Linked DNA regions of Mus musculus: regions 2 and 3 are each linked to region 1. The links are chromatin contacts, called in public HiCAR-type and HiChIP or PLAC-seq maps. All regions are on one chromosome and are shown on one strand. Each heading gives the region's core, a stretch centred on a gene start, on an enhancer-like site or on the middle of the called end of the contact. The rest is flanking DNA. Distances are from core to core; before and after follow the strand shown. Region 1 holds the start of Tmem169 (transmembrane protein 169). Region 2 holds the start of Ctdsp1 (CTD (carboxy-terminal domain, RNA polymerase II, polypeptide A) small phosphatase 1). Region 3 holds the start of Usp37 (ubiquitin specific peptidase 37).

Region 1 (3,884 bases), core at 1,210-3,709:
ACTTCCAGGTGAAATTGCCAGGTGTGGTGATTTTTCAGGGGCTAGGAGGATCTTAAAACCCGGGCGGCGGGAGGCCGAGACAAAGAGAACATATCTCTTTATTTTAAACCAAGGAGCCCTTGGAGAGATCCCACACCCCTGAACCACAGGTTTTAACAGAATTGAGGGAAAGAACTGACTGCTCAGCTGCAAAATCCCTGCAGCTGAGAGATGGCACCTTGTCATGCCCATTGGACTTAACTGCCTCCCATCCCCAGTCAGTTCTCATTAAGAGTACCTGCCTCAGTCTGTTCAGTGACCTCTCTCTCTCTCTCTCTCTCTCTCTCTCTCTCTCTCTCTCTCTCTCTCTCTCTCTCTCTCTGCACATTTGAGAGAGATGGAGGTTTAGCTCGGCTCTGTGGAGGAACTCGAGTGCAAGCTCCGTGGTTGGATCTTCAGCATGGCAGAAGAACAAACAACATAGATCACTTTGCCCTTGGGAATCACATAGCTGGGAACTGTATTTTTCTGAAACAATTCTTCAACATCTCTATTTAAATGTATTTTTAGGGGACTGTGGAGATGGTCCAGCAGGAAAGGGTACTAATTTCTGTGCAAGGATTAAGACCCCAGTCAAATCCCCAGAACCCTGGCTAAGCCAGACAGGAGGATGTCTGTGACTCCCACCAGTTAAAGGGGGCAAGCTCCTGGTTCAGTGAGAGACCCTGTCTCAAGGGATTATAGGGCTGACAATGCTAAAGAAGGATATCCAGCAATCTCCTCTGGCTTCAACAGGAACACACATACACACACAAATACACCACACACACACACACACACACACACACACACACAAAAGAATTATTTTTAAAAAGAGGTTACAGTGGTGCCATTTTTTAATGTGTTCATGATCACATAACTGACATAAACAGACGGCTACCAGAGCTCTTGATGGACTTCCCAGACAAAAACAGCCAGAGAGCTTTAGCTCTTCCTTTCTGCGTGCTGGTTGGAATCCATCAGCAGCTAAGCTGGAGAGGGAAGTGCTTCTAAAAAGAGGTCAGAGAAGGCCAGGGAGGTGGAGGGCCTAGAGGTGCTCTCAGAACTGCAGTCTGGCTGGTGCGAGAGACCCAGTGTCTAACTTCACTTCTCTCTGTGAATTTTTTAAGTAGTGGCTCCAACCGCCACCTCCCCAAACAGACACAAATGGCATTTGTTGACTGGAAAAGGGAAAACAGAGCACCCCCGGCAAAGTTAGAAAGACTGTTGTCCTGGATTAAGACCAATGACCTAGCATAGTCCGACATAAGGAAAGAGATAAACAGAAAAGAGCTAAGAGGGCAAGGCTGCTGCTGCTGCGCTTGATGATGGGGTTCAATCCCTGGTGGCACCCATACGGTACAAGAAGAGAACTGACTCCTGCAATTCGTCTTCTCACACACACACACACACACACACACACACACACACACACATATGTAATGTTAATTTTTAAATGAACAAACAGAAGGGCAGGGCATGGTATCCCATGCCTTTAATCCCAGCATTCAGTAGGCAGAGGCAGGGGGAATCTCTTAAGTTCCAGGCCAACCTGATCTACATAGTGAGTTCCAGGACAGCCAGGGCTATAGAGAGAGAGACCTTGTCTCAAAAAAAAATTAATAATAATAATTAATTCAAAACAAACAGAATGTGAACAATAAATTGTTCCTTGGAACCAACTGGGAGCTGATAAGTTCCTTGCTGAAGGTAGGAGCTAAAAGGCAGGTTCCAAAACCATAAACCTAGAAATGAATCTTACAAGAACCATGCAACGATTCATCTTTATCTGCTGCTATATAACCCAGATGAAACGGACCAGGTCTCAAATCTATGGAAGGGTGCTTTTTTTTTTCATTTCTGGGTGGGGCACTGAGAATGAGGTGAGGGTGGCCTAAAATCATTTTGTTTAATCATTCATTATTTAGGCTCTGTGGATAACTGCAACTGTGTGCCCTCTCCTGCCCCACCCCCTCCTCCCTTTCGACTCCCTCCCTGAAGAAGAAGGGATCTGGGACCTGGATGGCTTCCCTTCAGCTAACCTAAGCCTTTCCCCACTTCCTAGCCCTCTGCACACAGCTGCTGAAGCCCAGACAGCCAGATGTCTGTTGCAGATCGGTACTGCGAGGGCCCAGACCTGCAGCCTTTCTCTACACAGATGCTCTGGAGATGTAATTTTAATTAACGGTGGGAGCTATGGCCCCAAGGATTGGATTTTCAGAACAGAAAATATCCTTCCCATTTCGTTCTTTCTCACTCTCTTTTCATTCCTCTGTCGTTTCCCCCCAATGTCACCGACATTTAAAAATAAATATGAAAAAAATCGAACGAGGAGTCTCACCCACACCTTCACTGGGACCCAGGAGGGAAGCTGAGGATGCAGACGGCTGCGGGCGGCCGCCAGGAGCGGTCCAGCTCTGGGAGGAGGCCTAGCGCGCCGCGAAGGCGGGGCCTGGGCGGGGCCTGAGGCGGGACCACGCGGACTTAGGGGCGGGGTCTGTTTGGTTACGTGGCCAAGGACTGCTACTAATAGAGCTACTTCTGAGGAACACGTGGTCTAGCTTTAGCAAGAACTCAGAGACAGACACTTTGTGGCCATGGGCTCTTGGAAGACTGGTCAGAGCTACCTAGCGGCCGGGTTGCTGAAGAACCAAGTGGCCGTGGTCACCGGCGGGGGCACAGGCATTGGAAAAGCCGTCTCCCGGGAGCTCCTGCACCTGGGTACGTGAGCAGGCCTCTGGGGCTGGGCTAGTGTCCGCAGAGGTCCAGCTCGGGTAAACTGGGTTCAGAGACAGAGGGGAGTGCTGGCGGACCGGGAAGAGGTTGCAAAGCTCCGGTCTGCAGAGCTGAGCAATGAGGGAAAACGAAATAACAGAGGTTTTATTCCGAATAGCCGAGAAATGTTGAGAGGCCCTGATCAGATTTTCTTCTCACGTCCCCTGTGCTAAAAGCAAGAAAAAGGAAAAGTTATTAAACTTAGAATGATCACGTAAACACACGCACAAGGAAGCCATCAAGAAGAAAATAGTTACATTTAATATTTAAATATGTGAGAATGTGCATCTTCTTTGGGTTTACTTTTTTTTGTTATTTTGTTTTGTTTTTTTTGTTTTTTTCTAGACAGGGTTTCTTTTTATTAGCCCAGGCTGTCCTGGAATTCACTTTGTAGACCAGCTGGCCTCGAACTCAGAAATCCGCCTGCCTCTGCCTCCCGAGTGCTGGGATTAAAGGCGTGCGCCACCATGTCCGGGTTTTGGGTTTACTCTTAACCCAAAGCAAACTGTTCCCAGGTGGTGGTGACATATGACTTTAATTCCAGCACTCAAGAGGCAGAGACAGGTGGATCTCTGTGAGTTTCAGGCTAGCCTGGTCTACAGATCGAGGTCCAAGTCAGTCGAGGTTTCACAAAGAAACCCTGCCTCGAAGATGTGGGTAAGAAGGAAGAGTGCAAAGTTTATAAAGGCATATTTGAAAAGTATTTCCAACACGACGCTTGTATTGTGCAAAGAGCTTTGACAAGTAGATTTTTTTTAAAGATTTTTAAAATTTTATTTTATGTATATGAGTACACTGTAGCTGTCTTCAGACACACCAGAAGACAGTATCAGATCCCATTACAGATGGTTGTGAGCTACCATATGGTTGCTGGAAATTGAACTCAGGACCTCTGGAAGAGCAGACAGATCTCTTATCTGCTGAGCCGTCTCTCCAGCCCTGACAAGTAGATTTTTAAAAATCTGACATCAAGTGGAACAAATGAGAAATGATTTGGCCTTGACATTCCATGCTGAACTAACACAAGAAATAAATACATGGAGAAATGATTGACTTTATCTTATCAGCAGTACACTGCAAAAAAAAAAAAC
Region 2 (3,602 bases), core at 688-3,187, 2.1 Mb before region 1:
CCTCCCTCTGCACATTTTAGGATCTGCACGTGTATCAGTGAAGTTCGGGCCTATACCCCTATCTGTATCTGCCAAGTCTACTTCCGGCTAGGTCTCGGTGCATCCAAATTGCCACAAACCTTAGGGATGGCGCCATTTTCCTCCACCAGCAGGGGAGCCCCACTGTGGGCAGGTAGGGGCTCCCCATCATCCCGGCAGACACAGCAGAAGAGGGAGTGGAGGATGCCCCGACTCCGGGGCTTCTGGGAAACTGCTGACTTCTGGTCACCTGAAGCAAGACGTGAATGTGGGCACACTGGCCTGCAGGGGCTGCATGCACTCCAGTCTCAAATCCCTGAGCACAGAGAATGTGAGCATTCTCCCTCCATCAGGAGACACATGGGGGTGGCTCTGGCTGGCTGTCCTCCAGAGAACCCCGCTTCCATGAGCCCCACCACGGGCCACTTCAGGGCCCCTGCAGCTCAGCGTCTTAAGGAAATCTGGTGTGGCTTTTTAGGAAGGCAGCCACTTTAAGAAGTAGATGGCTTAAGGAGGGGACCGATTTTTCTCACGGTTGGTTCTCAATCATCTGACCCCACAGGTGGACGTTACCTGAGCATCCCCTGCTCTGGACCTTCAGGGCTCAGGGCCCTGTCGTCCACTCCCACTCTCCCTCCATTCTGTCTACCCAGTGAGTCCAAAGTCCCCATTGAGCCTGGGCCCAGAGGCCAGTGTCCCAGGGCTGTCAGCCCCACCGGCCCCACCTCCTTCACCCCGCCCCGTCTCTTTGCAGCGGCCTGTCTAAATTGACAGACCTACCCCCACCAAGCCTCTTCTCTAATCCTTTCTGCCTCCAGGCCACCCCCCCCCCAACCCCCAAAGAGCGAGGAACTGGACAGTGGACAAACCCGGAGTGACTTCCCAATCTTGAAATTCACACAGGGGAGGGAGGGGTGAGCCCCACTCTTGCGAGCCTTAGGGGCTCCGCATAGGCGGGCAGCACCCCTTACAGGGTGGGTGCAAGCGTGCACAGGCCCGAGGCCAACCGGCCTAGCCTGTTGCAGCCTGGGTGTCGCGTGCCCAGCTGGATACAAGGCCCCCAAGTCTGTCTTGCAAGGCTAGGGGCTCTCTGCCTTCGAAGGTGTCGTCTGCACCTCCACGCGTGACGCCCGAGTTTGTGGGAACCTGGCTGTGAGTTAGTTGGCGGGAGATCCCTGCAAGCCTCCCCAGCCCGCTGTCACCTCGGCACCCCTTCCAGACCTCAGCCTGGAGGGGGCGGAGCCTCAGCGGGTGGCCGGGTGGCCGCCTCACCCCCACCTTCTCGTCCCATTGGCGCCAAACTGGGGGAGGGGGTGACGCCCGGGAGCCCGCCAGCCCCTCGCTCGCCTTCTGCCTCAGTTTCCCCACTACGAGAAGCCTCGAGCGCACTGGTGGCGCCAGGCCCCGCCCAGCGCCTCAGACTCTCGCGGAGTTCAAACTCTCTCGGCCGCACTGGCCGGGGCTCGGGCCGGGCCAGGCCGAGGCGCGCGCCCGGGACAGCGGCAGCGACCGCAGCGCGGGGACGGCCCCTAGTCCGGTTCTGCCCTCCCGCCGCCCGCCTACCTTTGCCCCGCAGCGGGCCCCGCGCCTCCTCCTTGCTGATCTGAGTAATGACGGCCGAGCTGTCCATGGGGCCCGGCGCGCTCCGCTCCGGCCGGACTCTGGCCCCGGCGCCCGGCCTCCCCCCCGGCTCGGGCCGGAATCGGGGCGCGGGGGGGAGGGGAGGGTGGGAGGGAGGGATCCCCGCGAGCTTCGGAGGGGAGGGGAGCCAGGTTCTCGGGGGGAGGGGGAGGGAGGGGGCGCGGAGGAAACTTTGTTACAACATGGAGTTTCCTCCCCGCGAGGCGGATGCAAACATGGAACCCGGGCGCCGTTTCAAGGCTTCCCCTTAAAAGGGCAACGGCTTCGGCGCGCCTGGGACTCCGCCGCAGCTTTCATCACTTCTGGGGCCCGGCGGGCTGGGAGGCGGGCCGGGTTGCTGCGGAGATCCAGGGGGCGTCGCCTCTCTTCCTGCGGTGTGCTGGCCGGACCGAGCGTTCTGCGGCTGCGTGGCAGAGCGGACAGCCGTAACCCGCCGCTGCGGGCCACCGAGCCCCGGGACTTGAGGCCCGCCCCAGGCGCCCAGTCGGGGAGTGCCCGAGGACGTCGGGGCTCCACCTCCACGCATTCCAAAGTGCTGACACGATCTGCCTCCGTTTGTTCCTCTGGAAAATGGGATGACGCTAACTTTCTGTAAAATGGGTTTTAGTTTTTTTTTTAATTGAAATATTTTATGTGTATGGCCTGTAAAAATATATATGTTTATGTATGTACTCCACATATTTGTAGTGCACTCTGAGGCCGGACGAGGGCGTCAGATCCCCCTGGAACTGGAGTTAATAGCCGGTGTGGGCCTTAGGAGCGGAAATAGAGTCCTTTTAAGAGTGACATGTGCCCCTGAGCCATTTTTCCAGCCCCTAAAAAATTTAAAGTTATATTTATGTGTGGAGGAGGATACACGTTCTACGAGTGGAGATCAGAAGTTCTCTTCTTCCTCTCTTTGGGAGAGGCATCAAACTCAGGTAGTCAGGCTGGCCAGTAGACACCTTTACCCCCAAGCCTTCTCACCGCCTCTACAATGGGTCTTTTGTCTAACGTTGTGAATATCCCGTTCCCCCCCCCCAAAGGCATTCTTTGCTAGCCCCAGTTATGCAAACTCATCAAATTGTGGAATTGTAGATAGATTGATTTTATTTTTGTGTATGTGTATGAATGCCGGAGCCTTCAATGGCCAGAAGAGGGCGCCATCGCCTGGAGCAGAAGTTGGAGGCAGTGGTTAGCCTTGAGTGCTGGCACCTGAACTCATTCAGGTGGCCTGCATGAGCAGGGACTTCTCTTAACGGCTGATGAACCTCTCCAGTCCTAAATTATGTTCGTGATCCAACTGTAACTATCAGCATTCCCTGCAGTCTCGAGAACATCCCAGGATTGAAAAGTCCACTTCGGCGCCTACCTTTACCGACTGTCCTGTAGCAAATCTCGCCCTCTTCCCCTGCCAAACCCTGGCAGAAGCCGAGCCTCTGCTGCTCAGGGCGCCTTGTATCTTGTACGTGCTGTTCCCTCGGCTTGAAACGTGCCCCTTCGTCCTTGGCAGAGCCAAATCCCATCGAACTAGAAGAAATACCACCTTGTTTAGAGGCCCTCCACCCCCACCCCACCGCCCCTATCTGTGATTATTAGAGGGGCCCCGTCTAGGGCTGGCTGTGCTCCCGAGTGCTCAGGGGACGCCCGCGGAGGGAGGGCCCAGCGCCCGCCCTTGGGCGCCTGAGACCGCAACCGTTCAGATTTTAAACACACGTGTCACCGGATCTGTAGTGACACACCCCAGCCAGAGCCTGAATCTGCGTTTGCATACAGAGCCTTCTCGCAGGAAGCCCCTCAGTTGCGCCGCTCTAGGGCTGCGGTTCGTTTATTTTTATTTTTTATTTTTCCTGTCTTACAAAGTTCCTTTCATTCGCCTTAATTTTAAAAACACGAATGCCCAGCCTTCACACGCACGCCTCACTTCCTCCCCTGGGCCCTGTGGCCGGGTGTGGTGGGGTGGG
Region 3 (4,091 bases), core at 1,193-3,692, 2.2 Mb before region 1:
TTTTTTTTAAATGAATGTTTATTAGTTTGTGTGTATTGTGAGTTCTGGGGACTTAACTCCGGTCAATACACTTGGCAACAAGTGACTTTACCCACTAGGCCACCTCACTGGTTCCTGAGCAATGTGTTCCTGTCTAGGTCTCAGTTACACTTAGCTGAGTCGCTTGCTTTTTTTCTTCCCTTTTGAGACTGCATCTTACTGTGTATCTCAGGCTGGCCTAAATAAAACGCTCTGTAGACCAGGCTGCCCTTGAATGCAGAGATCTGCCTGCCTCTGCTTCCCTGGGTGCTGGGATTAAAAGCATTGTCATGCCAATCAGATTGTTTACTTTTGGGAGGAGTCTCTGGAGACTGAACCAAGGGTGTCACACATGCCAGATCAAATATTCTCCTATAATTAATATCTCTACCCATCTTTTTAAAAATGTTTTCTGAGATAGTCTTATTAAATTGCCAGGCTGGTCTTGAACTTGTGATCTGCCTGTCTGAGCTGATATTACAGAGGTGCTGCCACCACCCTCTGGAGGATGTTTTTCTTTTCTTTTTGGTCAGGATATCACTATGCTATCATGGTGGCCTGAACTTTCCATATAGACCAGGCTGGCCTCAAAATTCACAGAAATCCCAAGCACGGCTGTCCTAAATATTTCTTTTTATACTTGAAGTTAAGGTAGTTTTTCATATTTTATTTAGTCATTATGTTACGTTGTCTCATAATGTAATCTAAATACATTATTTTCCTGATAGCATTTCCCCTTGGTGAAACAAAGTGAAACTGGCCTTTGGAAGTGTCTTTAAACTATGCTGCTTCCAGTATGGTTGTGAGTGTAGCCATTCAGTCAGCATTATTTGAGTGCTTACCTTACTGTAGTAGGAACTGTCCCAGTGGTGGGGAAAACAAGTGAACAGGCCTCACCAAATACTTGCCCCTGACTTACAGAGTACAGACAACCCACAAGTAAAAGTAAAATAAAATATAAAAGTCTAGTAATTAAACCGTGGGATCGGTGCTCTATATGAGAAAATGTTGGGGTTACAAGCTACTATGAATATGGTCGGAAAAAGTCACTCTGAGGTAAACTTGTGTGTATGTATGGAGGCAGAGTCCTAAGAAAGACATTCCAGGTAGAGAATATGTAACAGAAAAGTTCATATACTTCTTGGTCGGAGCTTAGGGAGCAAGTGACAAAAACCAAGCCCATAAACGTGACTAAGGACCACATCATACAGGGCTTGTAGGCCAGGGAAGGAGTCTACTTTCTCTAAATTTAACCGAAAGCCATAGTACGACTCTAGGGAGGTATAATACATGATTTGCTTTTCTTGTTAAAAGATAAAACGCGAGGCGTGAGGAAGTCTTTCCTCATGCAAAAAGCAAGTGGCTTGAGCTAGAAGCCCATTTCCGAACCACTGAGATGTGCCTAGGCGAGGAAGTCTAGGATCACGGGACCAGAGCGAATGGCCGTGGCAGTATCCTCATCCCCGCCGACGCCCAGCATTCACAACCCGCGTCCAGATAAACTGACGCCAGGCGCAAAGGAATCAATGAATGGCCTGCTGGGGCAGCGCGGGGCGCGGGACCAGGCCTTGGCGCTGGCAAACAACGCGAGAGGCCGCGCGCCAGGCCAGGAGAGGGGGCGGGAGGGGATGAGAGGGAACAGCGGGGGTCCGGCTCCGCCACGGTCGGCGTGTGGAGACCCCCAGACCTTGCGACTAGGGGCAGGAGCAGCTGGACTCAGGGCCCGGATCTGGGAGCTAGAAAACAGGCTGAGACGGACATCCGAGCGGGAGCAACCACTCACCGCTGCCGTTGCCAGGCTGTGCATGTTTGGAGCGGCCGCCGCACTCCTCCTCCCGCCGGACGCACCGGACCCGCGTCCCAGCTTCAGCGGCTCTGATGCCCAAGATGAAGTGCCGCCATCCGCCTCCGCCTCGCTCCGCCCCCTTCGCGGGCCTTTGACCTCTCACCTCTGACCCTCCGCCCACCCAGCCCTTTCCCGCCTCCCGGACCTCGGCCTAGCAAATAATCTCAAAGTATGTTCTTTGAACCTTCAGATTCGGGATCAAAATGACGTCTGCAAACTACTGGCCCTCGTATCCCCACAGCATCGCAGGTAAATCCTTTGAGAGACGTGAACTCTGACTTTCTCCCGAAGGCCAGACAAGGGCGGGAAAAGGCCAGCAGGCTTGGAAGGACACGAATTGCGCATGCTCAAGCGGTTGCGCGTGAGGAAAATGGTAGGAGGGCCAAAGTTGGTAAAGTGGACGGTGCGCATGTGTATTACAGTGTCGTCACGGCGGGGGCGGGGCCGCCCGGGTTAGGGGCTGGGCATGGTGAGGGGCAGAGCGAATGCTTGAGGGGCGGGACTTGCGCGCTTACGCGCACGCGCCTGGACTGGTTGCGTCGAGAGTGCGTGCGTCCGTACGTGTTTGCGTGTAGTCATAGTTCCCGCCATCAGCGGGTTTAGGTGTGCTAGGAGAGAGACCGGCCTCGCTCTCTGGGGCTAGTAGAGCCCCTTCCTTCCGAGCCTTTCGGCTCCACCCCCTCCGCGGGAACTTTGTGCTTCCGGCAAGCTTGTCCGGAGCTGGGACCCTCTAGCGCAGGTAAGACGAGCCGGGACAGCTTCTGAATTGAGCCGTTTTCCCCGGCACCCCCACCCCACCCCTGCGGTCCGCCCACTCGGCGTCCACTTCAGAGTTCTCCCGGCTGCTGCTTAGCCCGCCCCGGGTCCTTGGATACCCAATGCCTTACAGGTGCCCCGTTCGAGTGTTGCCCCCTTTACTTCTCCTTTAACGCGTCCGTGTTGTCACTTGCTTTCTGCATTCTAAATCTGGCCTCTCTTCACCAAGGTTCAGGTGGTCTCAGCGTACCTCCCTGCAAGGCCTGCTGTCTTTACAGGTGACTTTGTTGCCACATATCCATTAAAACCTTGACTGCGATATTCACACGCCCGCTTGACCATTCTTTACTTTCCTACTCCTCTTAGACATTACTCGCTGAAAGGGAGTGTAATTTTTGTCGTGCCTTTGGTTGCTACCCATATCTAGCCAGGACACTGACGGTGTCTATTGAACCAATTTTAAATCAAAATCTGGAGAAAAATAAAAAGGTAATAAAGTTCCGTGTCGTTGGAGAGTTGTACTGTAGTGTTTTTCAGATATTCCTTTGGCGAGTTAACAGTACCTGATGAGTCTATAGTTGAAAGAACTAATCTAAGAGGGAATGTTAAGGGGGCATTTTGGTTTATTGTGTTAAGTATTAGAGGAGGCTTCTGGGCCAGACAGATAGGCTCTAGTGTGTTTGTATGATGTTTGTCATTTGTCATGTTAATATTTGGGTGAATATTCAAAAGAATAGTGTTGCATACTGGCAAAAGGAAAAGGAGGGACTGAAGACCCAAGGACAGATGTAATCAGTTGGTAAGAAATTTTGTCAGGGTAAATGATTTGGTTTTGGACTGGGGTTCTCCCCTGTTGTACTTCCATTTCTCTCTAAGCTTTAAATTCTGCTATATGTTGATAACTTGAGATTTTCTTATTTTCAGCTCCATATTCAAATAGCCAACTGTCTGCTTAACATCTCAGCTTGATTTTTTCTCCCCTTAGGAATTTCAAATATGATACCTTTAAAAACTGGAGTCAATCTGTCTCTTGTACCCAAATTCTCTCCTTTCCAGTGTCCACTACACCACAAGCGGCATGCATGTCCATTTTGATGACACATAGCCATTTGTTCAGTGACACTGGGTAGAAGCTTGAGAAGCAGTCTTGATTTCTTCATCCTATGTGTTCATATCCTTTCCAAGTTCTGTTTTACTTCTAATATATGTTTTGCATTTATTTCTGACCTTCTTCACTTTGACTTTTCTAATTCAAACCACAGTTCTTTTTCATAGGGACTTGATCTCCCTTATTCCTATTCTCACCTGTAGAATAGGAGTAAGAGTTCTTAGCTTACCTGGGTAATGGGAGGCAGGGGCAGATGGATCTCCGAGTTCAAGACCAGCTTGGACTACAGAGTGAGTTCCAGGATAGCTGGGGTTGGGGGGGTGGCGGTACACAGAAAAACCCGTCTCTAAAAACAAATAAACA

The links. HiCAR-type assays count read pairs that join an accessible place to other places. HiChIP or PLAC-seq counts read pairs in DNA pulled down with a chosen protein or histone mark.
Region 2: a contact with region 1 is called in a HiCAR-type map of astrocytes, with 3 times the contacts expected there. The contact joins the promoter of Ctdsp1 here to the promoter of Tmem169 in region 1. A contact is called at or near these places in 3 of 115 datasets of contacts at active chromatin or transcription factors (astrocytes, embryonic stem cells and large pre-B cells).
Region 3: a contact with region 1 is called in an H3K27ac HiChIP or PLAC-seq map of extraembryonic endoderm stem cells, with 9 times the contacts expected there. The contact joins the promoter of Usp37 here to the promoter of Tmem169 in region 1. A contact is called at or near these places in 1 of 39 promoter capture datasets (pre-B cells) and 1 of 115 datasets of contacts at active chromatin or transcription factors (extraembryonic endoderm stem cells).

The regions. Positions count from the first base shown.
Region 1 is chr1:72,282,948-72,286,831 of GRCm38.p6, reverse strand. Tmem169 (transmembrane protein 169) reads right to left here and starts at 2,459. Exons shown (of 3, transcript NM_175564.4): 1 at 2,366-2,459. Pecr (peroxisomal trans-2-enoyl-CoA reductase) reads left to right here and starts at 2,511. Exons shown (of 8, transcript NM_023523.6): 1 at 2,511-2,739. The coding sequence starts at 2,616. It overlaps Gm51631 (a long non-coding RNA gene), which reads left to right. Exons shown (of 3, transcript XR_003947863.1): 2 at 1-21; 3 at 2,084-2,334.
Region 2 is chr1:74,389,944-74,393,545 of GRCm38.p6, reverse strand. Ctdsp1 (CTD (carboxy-terminal domain, RNA polymerase II, polypeptide A) small phosphatase 1) reads right to left here and starts at 1,937. Exons shown (of 7, transcript NM_153088.2): 1 at 1,582-1,937; 2 at 120-268. The coding sequence starts at 1,648.
Region 3 is chr1:74,504,172-74,508,262 of GRCm38.p6, reverse strand. Usp37 (ubiquitin specific peptidase 37) reads left to right here and starts at 2,442. Exons shown (of 24, transcript NM_001310662.1): 1 at 2,442-2,603. Cnot9 (CCR4-NOT transcription complex, subunit 9) reads right to left here and starts at 2,203. Exons shown (of 8, transcript NM_021383.5): 1 at 1,802-2,203. The coding sequence starts at 1,825.